Regions from separate parts of the Urocitellus parryii genome. Here region 2 is linked to region 1. A link is a contact called in public Hi-C data. All regions are on one chromosome and are shown on one strand. The core of a region is the stretch at or near the end of the contact, and the rest is flanking DNA. Distances in the headings are between cores, read along the strand shown.

Region 1 (6,695 bases), core at 1,906-4,405:
TAAAATAAGTTAAATACAGCATAAAAGCTTTAAAATATGTTATTTATTTGACCCAGTAATTCTTCTTCCTGGAATTTACTGTAAGGAAATGATTTTTTAAAAAATGTGGGTGAAGGCTTAGCCACAAGCTGTTCATAATATTTTCAATATTATGAAATATCTAATAATAAGGAATAATTAATTAAATGAAGGTACATCTAAAAAATACTAAGATGTAATTAGAACTAATATTACAGGTTAATATTGATATGGAAAGTTGCCCATGAGATATTTCAAGTGAAAAAAAGGCAAGTTACCAAAAATAATTATGGTCCCATTTTTGGCTGCCTTACCTGGAATACAAACACTAAAAGTTTGGGCTATTCTTCATTGATCAAACTTTCCTAAGATTATTTGCATTAATTAATATAAGTTGTGACCTTGGTGAAGAGAGAAGAGATATAGTTGTTAGAAGAGGTGGAGAGAAGCATGGAGGAGCATGGGGAGTGTGGTAAGGAAAGTATATCTTTTTTGCCTTCTCATACTTGGTTGAGCACCTGGGCTCTGTGAATGACAGCTGGAAATGTTGGAGGTGTTTTTCTTATGAGAATATTATAATCCTAGAAAGGGAGTAGGAGTCAAAAGCTGCAGAACAGTTCAGGAAAGAATTGTTTGATTTGGTACTTACACAGAAATGAGTCCTAAACCAGATGTCCAAGTTTTGCAGAAGGCTGGGGAAGGAGAAGCAGTTCTTCTCGCCTGTGTGGTAGATGTTGCTCACTGTCCCCAGTATTTCCTCATGTTTTCTGAGAGAGAGAGAGAGAGAGAGAGAGAGAGAGAGAGAGAGAGAGAGAGAGATATTTTAATATTTATTTTTTAGTTTTAGGTGGACATAACATCTTTGCTTGTATGTGGTGCTGAGGATCGAACTAGGGCTGCACGCATGCCAGGCAAGCGTGATACCGCTTGAGCCACATCCCCAGCCATCCTCATCTTTTCTTATTAATATGATTTTATCTGGGTACTCAGGTGACAAGCCTATGCTTCCTGTTGCAGCTAGATATGGTTTTGTAATTACATGAAATGACGTTATGACGGCAGAGTAGCCATCTTGAAATAAAAGATGAAGGCTTGGACAAAGCTTCCAGAAACAACCACCTAGACTTCCATATGAGAGAGAAATGGACTCCTGTGTCATTATTTTGGGAAGCCCTGTTATGGCAGCCAAGTTTGTATACTAACTGATTTTGCATATTTGGTTCCATTTTGGTGGGAGAATGGCAATATCTACAGGGCAACAAGAATGCTGCTATTCTCATAATAAATAGCAACAGTGGTAAGAAATTTTTTTATCGTAAGGAGAGGAAGAGAGAACAGTGTAATTACAACTGACTTGTGGGGATGTGAGCGCTCCAGTTATCTATTGTTGTCCAATAGACTATCCCCTAAAACATAATGGCTAAAACAATGACAATGCTTATTTTTACTGATAAACATGGAAGTTGAGTAATACTTGGTCTGGAGTCTGCTATCCTTTGAAGGCTTGCTCCCTTACATGACTAATAGTTTTTATTGGCTGTCTACAGGGACTGGAATATCTACAACTAGCAACTTGACTTCCTGGCAACATAGTGACTGGGATATAAGGTATAATGTATAGAGAAAGGTGGTGGTGGTGGGGAGTGGGGGTAAGAAGCGTAGTGTGCAAGCACAGAGTGCTAGGACAAAAATGGGGACTCTTAGGGTCTAAGAGTCACCCCATATCACTTTTGCTGCATTCTATTTATTAGAAGAAGCACTCACCTAAGGTTGGTACAGGTCAGGAGAAGGTGAGATTAAGTCCACTTTTGGGGGTAGGAAGAGATTTGATGCTGGGGATTGAACCCAGTGCTGTGTGATGCTAGGCAAGTGCTCTACCAGTGAACCACACTCCCAGTCCCTAAGTTAACTTTTTGATGGGAGAAATGTCAAGTCATTTTGAACATGTTTTAAAAATACTACAGTAAAGGCTATTCCTTTGAGAATTATCAGAAATAATTTAACACATATTGAAAGAGGAAGGGATTTGACCAGTGTTTGGTCACATGGCTTTACATGCTTCAAGGGAAAAAGTAACTGTTATTCTGGGCACCTATGTGTCCAGCTATTCTACTACTATATAAAAAAGGGAGAATGATTATTGGGTGGCAACTAGCAGTGTCTATAACAAACTCTAAGTGTCATTCTTCTCCCCTAAAACTGAGCACATGTAGGTAAGGAGTAATTCCTAACGAATGTTTAAACCACAGAGCCCCCAGCACAGTGCCTGGGTGGTAAACTTTCAGGAAATGAAGAAGTTTTATCCACACTAAATAGAGTTACCACAAAGAGAGAAACAGACCTCAGTGCTCAATTTTGAAGACAATGGTTTTGTATGTGATGCTGAGGATCGAACCCGGGTCGCACGCATGCCAGGCGAGCGCGCCACCGCTTGAGCCACATCCCCAACCCTTGAAGGAAATGGTTTTAACACTTTTAAACTTATTACCTATTTTTAATTAAAAAAATCCCCAACTCTCACCCACCATCCTACCCTTTGTTTACAAGGGAGGTGTATCTCCCAAATGAGGAAATAGACGATAGGTGTTTCCTATATATTGCTAGTTAATTACCTAGAGCAGGCTGCTTGTGATGCAAAAGTCTGTGGCCCCATCCCTCATATAGCACTTGAGGGAGAATTTATAAAGCAGTAATCAAAACCAAAAGTCTTGTACTTTTGGCTGCAGATATTTTTCCCTTGCGAGATCTTGAAGGTATTGTTTGTTTAACCTCTCTGGGCCTCATCCGAGAAACGGAGGCTAGTAGTACCTCACATGGTTGTTACAAAGTGAGATAATGCTTATGGAAAGTGCCGAGGAAAGTCTAGCACTACCAACAGCTTGTAGACTCGTCAAGCTTTCCATTTTGCATCCTGTATTGGGCAAACGATAGTTTTATTTGTTTATTTCATTTTCCACGTATAAAATTGCAAAGCAGCTCCTGACGTTTTGACAGCTTCCTCTAAAATGATCGCGTAACGCTCCACTGCCACAAAGCACCATGTTTTTTTTTTTTTTTACGGCAGCTTACGACGCCGAATCTGACAAGAACACCTCGACCTCGCAGGCCAATCGCTCTGCGCCCGGGTGATGACGTAGGCTTCACTAGTGCATGCGCAGGGTGGGGAGACCTTGGAATAGCAGTGGGGCGGCTCAGCGGAGGTGAAAGGATTGGCGAAAAGGAAAGTACGGGGGAAAAATGCAAAGTTGGAGTCGTGTGTACTGCTCCTTGGCCAAGGTGAGAGCCGACTGGCTGGGGTCGGGCTCAGCCTGGAGTACGAAGAGCTCGCTCACAGGTCCAGGACGCGGCCTTTCGGGTGGTGGTGGGAGAGGCCGGCGCCCTGGCGAGAGTCCCCTCTTGACCCGGGCTTGGCTCGTTGGTAACCGCTGGTTTTCCGATAGCGGCAGTCGAGAGGCGGGCCCGGGCTGTGTACAGTCCCCGCTAGTGTGTGGCGACCTGTGGTCTCTCACACTGCATCTCCTGGGCTGAGGGGCGTACGGGTCTCCCATAGGCCTTCACTTTGGCAGGGGAAGTGTAAACCACCCTTCTCACTTACGGTCTGGCTCTTCATACCTTTTTCGAAGTCCTAATCCTGACCCCTGAGTGGCCTAATTTTCTGCTATTGGTAGTAACCTTGGGGTTACCCCAACATATAGCGCTAGATGAGGGCCTCTGTGTTTGTAGTTCTGAACTAGTGTCCATTGCCATCCCTCAAGTCCTCCAACAGGCTTGTATTTTTAATTGCATCGGGTTATCGTTTCATTCATCTACCAAATACAGCCAAATTGTATGTATCTGGTTCAGAGCTGGGTATTACAAAGAACTTAAAGATAATGTAGCAATCAAACTTTCAAACCTGAGGTATCTGTGTTCCTGAAAGTAAGTGAAACATGCCTGAAGTCAAGCTTTTTAAAGAGAGGCAGAGCAGTGAGTAAATTCAGAATTGACACTCTTCTTTGCTTTCTTTACTTCAGGTGCAAGAGTTGCCTTGGAAAAGAGAATATTACTACATCAGAGTAGATTTTTGTTACTGCCTCCCATTTGATAGGGGCAGGTGTCGCTCTTTTTAGGAAATGATAGCCTTAGGTTTGTAGAGGTTGACATTAAGATGCAGTTTGTGGAACTACAGTAACTACAGAATAAGTACATTTTTAGTGCATTTTCTTGAATACCTTGTCTAATTTGCAGTTCCTAGTTGATGGCTCAAGAACATGTAAGTAAATAGGGACTGTACGTACTTGGTAGGGTAGAGTAGGAAACCATAGTTACAAGTAAAATAATTGTTGTAATGCAGATTCAAGTCCTTGAATTTTGAAATTTCAACATTAATTACGGCATTAATGATCCCCAGCACAAAAAAATTAGCCATGCTTTCTGAAAAAGTAATATTTATTAGGTTAAATATGAAGTGATTTGTTGAATATCTGAAATGAAAAATAAGTATAGTAAGCTGGGATTGTGAAAAGTGCAGATGATGACCAACAAAGAGAAATTGATATTACTTCTGTGTGCTAATAGAAGATACATTGAAAAGCAGTGCTTGATTTATTTGCCCAAAGTTGTTGTACTTTCATAAGTCTTCATTAGTTCTATGATTTGTATTTTACATAATAGAAAAATTTCTCCTCATTTCTAGAGAGGCCATTTCAATCGAATATGCCATGGCCTACAGGGAGTTTCTGCAGTGCCTCTGAGAACTTATGCTGATCAGTCAAGTAAGTACCTAGTACAACAGTACTAGAATTAACTGACAGTTTGTTTGTGTTTTAATGTAAAAGCAGGTGAATATTGAATTATAAGTAATCTGTGCTAGAATTCATTTGTTTATGTATTTATTCACTGAAATGTTTATTGAGCACCTAGAGTCTTCTGGGTGGTGAACAAGGCAAAACCCTGCTATTATGAAACTTAACAAGCTGGTAATAAAAGAAAAATAATACATAAGTAACACATAAATACCCAGGAGGTAATTGAAACTAAAAGCAGTAACTGGAGTAAGACTATTTAAGATAAGGTGTCAGGGAACACCTTTTTGAGCAGATGATGTCTGAGCAGGGCCCTCAGTGGAAAGAGGAGTGAGAGGGTTATTTCTGCAGTGAGAAAGGTCTGAAATGGGAATTAGCTTGTGAGGTTTCAGGAATAGCAAGAATGCTTATGCAGCTTGTGCAGAGACCCTCAGAATGTAAAATCAGAGATGTTGGCAAGGATCAGATAATGGAAGCTTTGTAAATCAGGCCAAGTAGTGTGGATTTGACTCCAAGTATGATGGGGAACAACTGAGAGATTTTGAACTGAGGAGCAATTTTCTATATTTGCAATTTGAAAAATTAATTGATTTTGCCTACTGGGTAATATTGTGTTGGTCGTTTTAACAATTTAGAATGGTGAAATGATTTTTGGTGTCCTGGATGAAAATCTTTATGGGTTTATCAAAAGCACCTTTTAAAAACTAGCAAAATGTACCTAAAAGGAAGCTGTGGATTATGGAATTTTCTTCTTCATACTTTTAAAACGTGAAGTATATAAATAAAAATTGATATTTTTTTTAACTCCCTAATATGGATATTGATTATTTGAAATTATCTGTTTGATCTTTACCAGACTCACCTAATTGGATTATAAGTAAAAAATTGTATGTCTTATAAAACCTCATTGTAGAAACTTTTAGCTAGGGGTAATTGTGACAGTCGGTCTCCCTGCATTCTGTGAAATAATTTTATCCTGAATCCTTAAGTATTATCAAACTATTATTTCAGATGTTTTATTCTTAGAAGAAAGTTGGGGGCAGAGGATTCTAGTCCCAAGTAACCAACAGTGAGTAATTTATTTTAGCTTTGAATAGGTCCAGAAATCTTTTTTTAAAAAATGTTTACTTTGGGCTGGGGTTGTGGCTCAGTGGTAGAGCGCTGGCCTAGCATGCAGGAGGCACTGGGTTTGATCTTCAGCACCCCATAAATGTAAAATAAAGATATTGTGTCCACCTAAAACTAAAAAATAAATATTAAAAAAATATTAACTTGATGGTGGGAGGAAAATGTTGGACCCGTTATACCCTATGTCTCTTTTGTTAAATGGAAATATTACTTATTATTCTCAACTTATATAAGATAAGTTTTAGTTTTTTATTTCCTAAGCATACTTTTCATGGCTAAATTTTTATCTTTGGAGTTATTGCTTTTTATATGTGTAGATACTCCTTGAGCAGAAACTTAGGTTTTAATGGAATTATATTAACACTGATAACTTTTTTCTTTTTTTGGTACTGGGGATTGAACCTGAGGGCACTTTACCACTGAGCTACATCCCCAGCACTTTTTATTTTGAGTCAGGGTCTTGCTAAGTTGTTCAAGCCCTCTACTCTACTTATCTTTCTGCTATTTACTTTTAGTTTTTTTTTTAAGTGTTTTATGGATGTACATGATGGTGAAATTTCACTGTGGTATATCCATATAGGTACATAGGAAAGTTAGGTCAGATTCATTCTGCTGTTTTTCCCACCTCATCTCTTCCCCCTCCCCCTCAGTCCCTTTCATCTAGTCCACTGACCTTTTTTTTTTTTTCCTATTTTGATGTAATTCTATTTTTATATAATTTTTTCTATTTTGATGTAATATTTTTTCTAATTTGATATAATTTCT
Region 2 (6,338 bases), core at 454-2,953, 290 kb before region 1:
ACTATTATAATACTTACTTTTAGAGCTCAAGAAGATTATGAACTTTCTAAACTTTTTTTTAGTTGTAGATGGATACAATACCTTTATTTTATTTGTTCATTTTTTTATGTGGTGCCTGGGATTGAATCCAGTGCCTCCTGCGTGCTAGGCAAGCCCTGGACCACTGAGCCACAACCCCGGCCCATTCTCCCCTACTAGATGGTGAGCTACTTGAGAATAAAAAAATAGAGACAGTCTCAAAAGAGTTCAAAACTTGGTTAAATTGAATTTCAATTAAAATACAAAGATGTATTACACAGGGAACCTAACCCAAAGGATTCAACACAGTCTAGTCCTGAAAATACCCTTAATTTTGACAAAAAAAAAAAAAGTATATAGATTGTCATGGAAAATCAATAAAAATACTCAACAGAAAAAAACAATTTAAAACTTTTAACCTTTTATAATACACTTACAGTAATGTTCAATTTTTAAAAAATCTTTCTGGGCCTACTGTATGTAAGATAGGGCTATTAACATTGTGGAGTTTAAAAAGGATTTTACGGAGGGCGTGGTGGTGCACACCGGGGACTTGAGAGATCTCAAGTCTCAGCGAAACAACATCTCAAAAAGTAACAAAGGGATGGGGGCTGAGTATATGTGCTCAGTGGATAAGGGCCCCTGGGTTCAATCCCCAATACCAAGAAAGAAAGAAAAAAAAAGAGGGTATAGGGGTTTACAATAGAGCAGAAGAGATTAAGGTAAGTATACAAATGATTTTAATACAAGGTAGAACGTTATATCCATTAGGGAAAACACTAAGAAACTTATGTTTACCCTCAGAAATCTGAACTTTATTCTGAATGATGAGACTCAGCACGTTAACTGGACTACAACTGAATGTGCTTTTCAACTACACTATATTAAACTCACTGGGGATAACTTCTCTTCAAAACTGACTACCAATAAATCTGACTGCTGTTTTCTGTACGAATAGATAACCCCTGCCTGAACTAAGAGTATAAACCCTCCTGCTTGTCTAATTGTGAATAACTGCCTCCTCAAAGAAACACAAGACTGCAAGAAGGGACACCTGTATAACCCAATAATTTAACGGAGGAGGTGTTTCCAACTCTACTTTAAAAAGAACTCCTTTCAATAAGTGTCTGTTATCTGTTCTAGGTCTTACACTTTTCATGGGCTAGAATGCTTCATCTTTTCGTCAAAAGTGCGGCAGCAGGCGGTACCGCGGCTGTCAAAGCGGGTCACTGGGTGTGAGGTCCTAGAACTTCAGGGAAGCCCAAACACAAGGGGGACGGAGTTGAGAAGAGGAGCAACTCAAAACCAGGAGTTCCTAGGACACCGGAAAGGAAGAGGGGGAATAAGTTGGCTTGGGCAGCACCCGGACGTCAGGGGGCCGGGCGGAGGGGAGTGGTCAAGTCGAGACCAGAAAACTTTGGGCAAAGCGAGGGTTGAGTCCACCACCTTGGCCCAGGCACCGAGCAGGATATTCCTTCCCTCCCCGCAGCCTGGCCAGTACTCGACTCCTTACCGTCCTGCAAAAGCTCCCGCACTGTCGCTGCAGCCGCTCCAGAACCCAGAGCCCCAAAGCCAGCCATAGTGGCGCCGCTGTCGCCACCTTCCATGTTGGCAGGTACCGGGTTGATGGCGTCAGTGAGAGGAGGCCCCGCCCAGGTTGACGCAGAATCCTGGCGCCGCCCGCCTTCACAGACCGCGGCTGTGGCCCGCCTGGTAATCCCAACGCGTCTGACAGACCCTGGCTGGGAGTGGTGTGGGAACCAGAGCCCTCGTGCGCTGAGGACCCGGTGCTCGGCCACGCAGTCTAGGAAGCCGGGTCCGCCCCGGGCTTATTCGCTGTCTCGCTTTGCAGTTCGGAGCCTCGCCCCAGTGGCTGGAGTTGTTCCTCAGACTGAGGAGAAGGTGGGCGCCGGAACGTGACCGTGGCGCATATTTTAGAAAGAAAAGATAAAGCAAGTATTAAACCTAAGAACCCGGGCCTTGCGACGCAGGGCAAGAGACAATAGTGGAGGTTTCTGGGAGCTTCGCTGGCACTGCACCCTCTAGGCAGGCGGGTGTTAGTAACTGCCCCACGCCTTGATTGGCAATCCAGGGATAAAAACAGGCGGGAAAAGCTTGGGAACGAAAGTTGCTAAAGGGTGTTCTAAATTATTTTGTGAATCTAAACTCATTTAATACTCGTAACCACTCAGGTGAGCTAGTCTCACGCTACTGCTCATTATCCTTTGACTTGACTTTATCTCAGAGGGTTTTCCTTAATATAATTTTATCTCAATTATACGAATGGGGTCAGTGTTCTGAGTGAAGGTCACATGAATTGCCTGGGACAGTGTGCTCAGTTTCAAATTATGTTTCATTATCCATAAAAAACCAAACTAGTGTTTTGGCATGTCCCAAACTGCACTCTTTTTTTTTTTTTTTTTTTTTGCCTTATGATTCACATAAAGAATAAAAATTCCAGGTTATGTTTTGACGTGCTATTTAGAGTTGTTCTTATAATGGCATTTAATTTTCCTGAATAAAACAGGATATTTCAGAGTACCAGTACCAGACATACACAGTATTTTGTAGGAAATTATTCAAATCAAATACCTTGATTTATCAATGCCAAAGAAAATAAAACGGAAAAAAAAATAATAAAAGTAATATGGTATACTAGAAAAAATCTTGTAGTTTTTCTATCTTGTTTTTCTACAACTATCTCATGTAGTTTTCAACTTTGATTTATCTTAGAAGTAGAATTCTGGGGTATTCCTTTTTTATTATTTATCTTATTTTTTATTCCTTTTAGATATACATGACAGTAGAATGTATTTTGACATATTATACATAATGGAATATAACTTTCTACTTCTAAGGATCTCATCCTTGCGGTTGAACATGATGTGGAGTTATGCGGTTCCTTTATTCATATGTGAATTTAGGAAAGTTGTTAGGAATCATTCTACTTTCTTTCCGATTCCCATTCCCCCTCCCTTTCCTTCATTCCCCTCTGTCTTATCCAATGAACTTGTTTCCCTGCCACCACCACGTTATTGTGTGTTAGCCTCTGCATATCAGAGAGAAGGTTCAACCTTTGATTTTGGGAGATTGGCTTATTTCATTTAGCATGGTCATCTTCAGTTCCATCCATTTACCAACAAATGCCATAATTTCATTCTTCTTTATGGATGAGTAATATCCCATTGTGTGTGTGTGTGAGTGTGAAAGAGAGAGAGTCTATTTAATAATATGAAAAGAGCTAAAACAAATTCTGATCCCACAAACCTGATGAAAAATAAATATCATTGGCAATTGAAATTTAGAATGATGAGAATTCACCTAGAGAAAGGATATTCCGAGTGCAAATGGATTATCTTTTTCAGATTTGAAATAAATCTATATTCATGAAGTGTGACTCCATACAAACTACAAAATGTCAAGAAGGAAAAAAAGATCCAATAGAAATGTTTCATTCTGGGCAGCTGGTGAAAATCTGTGCCCCAATGGTTCGATATTCAAAGTAAGTGTTGTTAAATGTTAATGAACTGAGGCATAATTTCCCTTTTACGTTCTGCCTTTTTTAAGTACTGTAAGACCACTACATGGACTCTTCAATTCCTAGTTTTGGAATCATGATCTAGAAATGACTCCTGGTGCCTAGTATATGTGTGTGTGCGTGTGCCTGAGTAAATCATCTCTGCAAGTGTCACATTTTATGTTTTTATAAATGGTGGCATTTATAACTCCCATCTGTAAGGTATAGTAGATATTAAATGGATATAAACATTTATGCACAGATTTCTGTTTGACTATGTGTCTTGAGACAAATGTATAAGAATGTAATTGCTGGATCATAAGATGTTTAGTTTTTGAAAAAACTGCCAAACTTTTCTAGAGTAGCAATACTATTTGACCCTTCTACCTAGCACCATATGAGAAATCCAGTTTCTCATTCTGACCTACTTTTGATAATGGCAGTGTTTTGGTTTTTTGTTCTTAACTGTTTTAATGGTATATAGTGATATCTCATTGTGTTTCTAATTTCTTCATGTCCTATATGTGATGTTAAACTTCTTTTCATGTGCTTATTTGGCAACTGTATAGTTTTGAGGAAATGTTTCTTAATGCTTTTTGCCCATATCCTAATATTGCTCTTTCACTCTTGTGGTTTTTTAAATTATTATAAAATACATATAATATTTATCTTTTTATAATTTTTATGTGTAAAGTTCAGCACTGTTAATTATGTTCCATATCATGCATCTGATCTCTGAAACTCTCTATTCTTAAAAAACCCTTAAGCAATAACTCCATTCCTCTCCCCACCTAAACCCTGGCAACCATTATTCTGTTTCTCTACTTTTTCTTATGATTCTACTTATCTGAAGTACTGTAGGTGGAATCATATAGTGGTTGAGACTAGTTTTTTTACTTAGCATATTTTCAATGTCCATTCATATTGTAACATATACCAGATTTTTCCTTTCTTTTTTTTTTCAAGGCGGGGGGGGGGGGCAGGATACCAGGGATTGAATTCTGGGACACTCGACCACTGAGCCACATCCCCAGACCTATTTTGTAGTTTATTTAGAAACAGGGTCTCACTGAGTTGTTTAGCATCTCGATTTTGCTGAGGCTGGGTTTGAATTTAATATCCTCCTGCCTCAGCCTCTAGAGCTGCTGGGATTACAGGCATGAGTCACCATGCCCAGCTCCTTCTGTCCATTGTACATGAATGCTACATTTTCTTTGTCCATTCATTGATCGATAAAATATTGCTTCCATATTTTAGCTATTGCAAATAATGCTGTTATGAACATGGATGCACAAATATCTCAATTCTTTTTGACTATATATTCAGAAGTGGAATTGCTGGATCACATGGTAATTGTGTTATGCTTTTTGAGGAACCTTCATACTATTTTCCATAGAAGCCATACCATGTTACCTTTTCACCAGCATTACACAAGAGTCCTTAATTTCTTCACACCATTGCCAACTCATCATTTTCTGGAATTTTCAAAACTTATCCTATCCCATCCTACTGGGTGTAAAGTGGATCTCATCGTAATTTTGATTTTCATTTCCATAATGGTTAGTGACATGAGCATCTTTTCTTATTGGCCAATTGTATATCTTCATTGTAGAAATATCTACTCAACATTTTGCCCATTTTTGAATAGGGTTTTTTTTAATATTTATTTTTTAGGTGTAGATGGACACAACACAATGCCTTTATTTTTATGTGGTGCTGAGGATGGAACCCAGGCCCTGCCCATGCTAGGCGAGCACTCCACCGCTGAGCCACTATCCCAACCCCGGATTTATATTTTTGTATACTATTAAGTGTTAAGATGTCTTGATATGACTTCTTTGTCAACTATGTGGCTTGCAAATATTTTCTCAGATTATATAGTTTATTCTCTTTACAGGGTGTTTTGCAAAGCAAAAGTTTTTTATTATGATGAAGTCCATTTTATCAGTTTTTCCTTGTATAAATTTTGCTTTTGGTGTCAAGTGTAAGATATCTTTGTGTAGCTCCAGATTCTGAAGATTTTCTCCAAAGTTTTTTCCTAAAAGTTTTTTATAATTTTATGCTTTACTTAAGATCATGATTCAATTATATTGATTTTAATGTAAGTTTGAGAGTTAGATAGTTCTTTTTTTTTCCTAGAAATGTCCAATTACTCTAGCCCTATTTGTTGAGAAGTCTATTTTTACTCGATTGAATTACTTCTGCTACTTCACTAAAAAAAAAAAAAAAATCAGTGTTTTGTATTTTGTTTCATTGATTTATGTGTCTATCCCTTCACCATTTCCACAGTATGTGGATTATTTATTGTAGCTATATAATAAGTTTTGGAATCAAGGGACTGATAACCTCCTGATTCTAGTTGCTTTGTTTTCCACTTAATTTTAGAATGATCTTTGTGTATTTACTACAAAAAAAAAAAAATCTTGTGGAATTTCCATAAGAATTGGATGAAACCTACATATCAATTTGGGGAGAATTGACATCCTATCTATGTTGAATCTCACAATCCATAAATACGATGTTTCTCTTCATTGATACAGATTTTCTCTGATTTCTTTCATCAGCATTGTGTGGTTTTCAGCATACAAGTTCTGTACATCTTTTGGAAAACTTAGCATCAGTTTTGTTGTTGTTGTTGTTTATGGTATTATTTTATTTTTAGTTTTGGTGTCCATGTGGTCATTACTAGTAGTATATAGAAATACAATTAATTTTTGTATGTTGATCTTATATCCTACAAAGTTCTTGAGCCCTCTTCCTAATTCTGAGAGTTTGTTTTGTTTGCTATTTGTAAATTCCTTGG

Evidence for each region. A called contact is a pair of places that touch in the nucleus more often than the background predicts.
Region 2: a Hi-C map of muscle shows a contact between it and region 1, with 4 times the contacts expected there. The contact joins the promoter of Cog5 here to the promoter of Dld in region 1. A contact is called at or near these places in 2 of 2 Hi-C or Micro-C datasets (liver and muscle).

Annotation. Positions count from the first base shown.
Region 1 is chr3:54,189,214-54,195,908 of mUroPar1.hap1, reverse strand. Dld (dihydrolipoamide dehydrogenase) reads left to right here and starts at 3,155. Exons shown (of 14, transcript XM_026395763.2): 1 at 3,155-3,294; 2 at 4,694-4,772. The coding sequence starts at 3,256.
Region 2 is chr3:54,475,917-54,482,254 of mUroPar1.hap1, reverse strand. It overlaps Cog5 (component of oligomeric golgi complex 5), which reads right to left and starts at 1,703. Exons shown (of 22, transcript XM_026395774.2): 1 at 1,532-1,703. The coding sequence starts at 1,625. Dus4l (dihydrouridine synthase 4 like) reads left to right here and starts at 1,829. Exons shown (of 6, transcript XM_026395785.2): 1 at 1,829-1,920.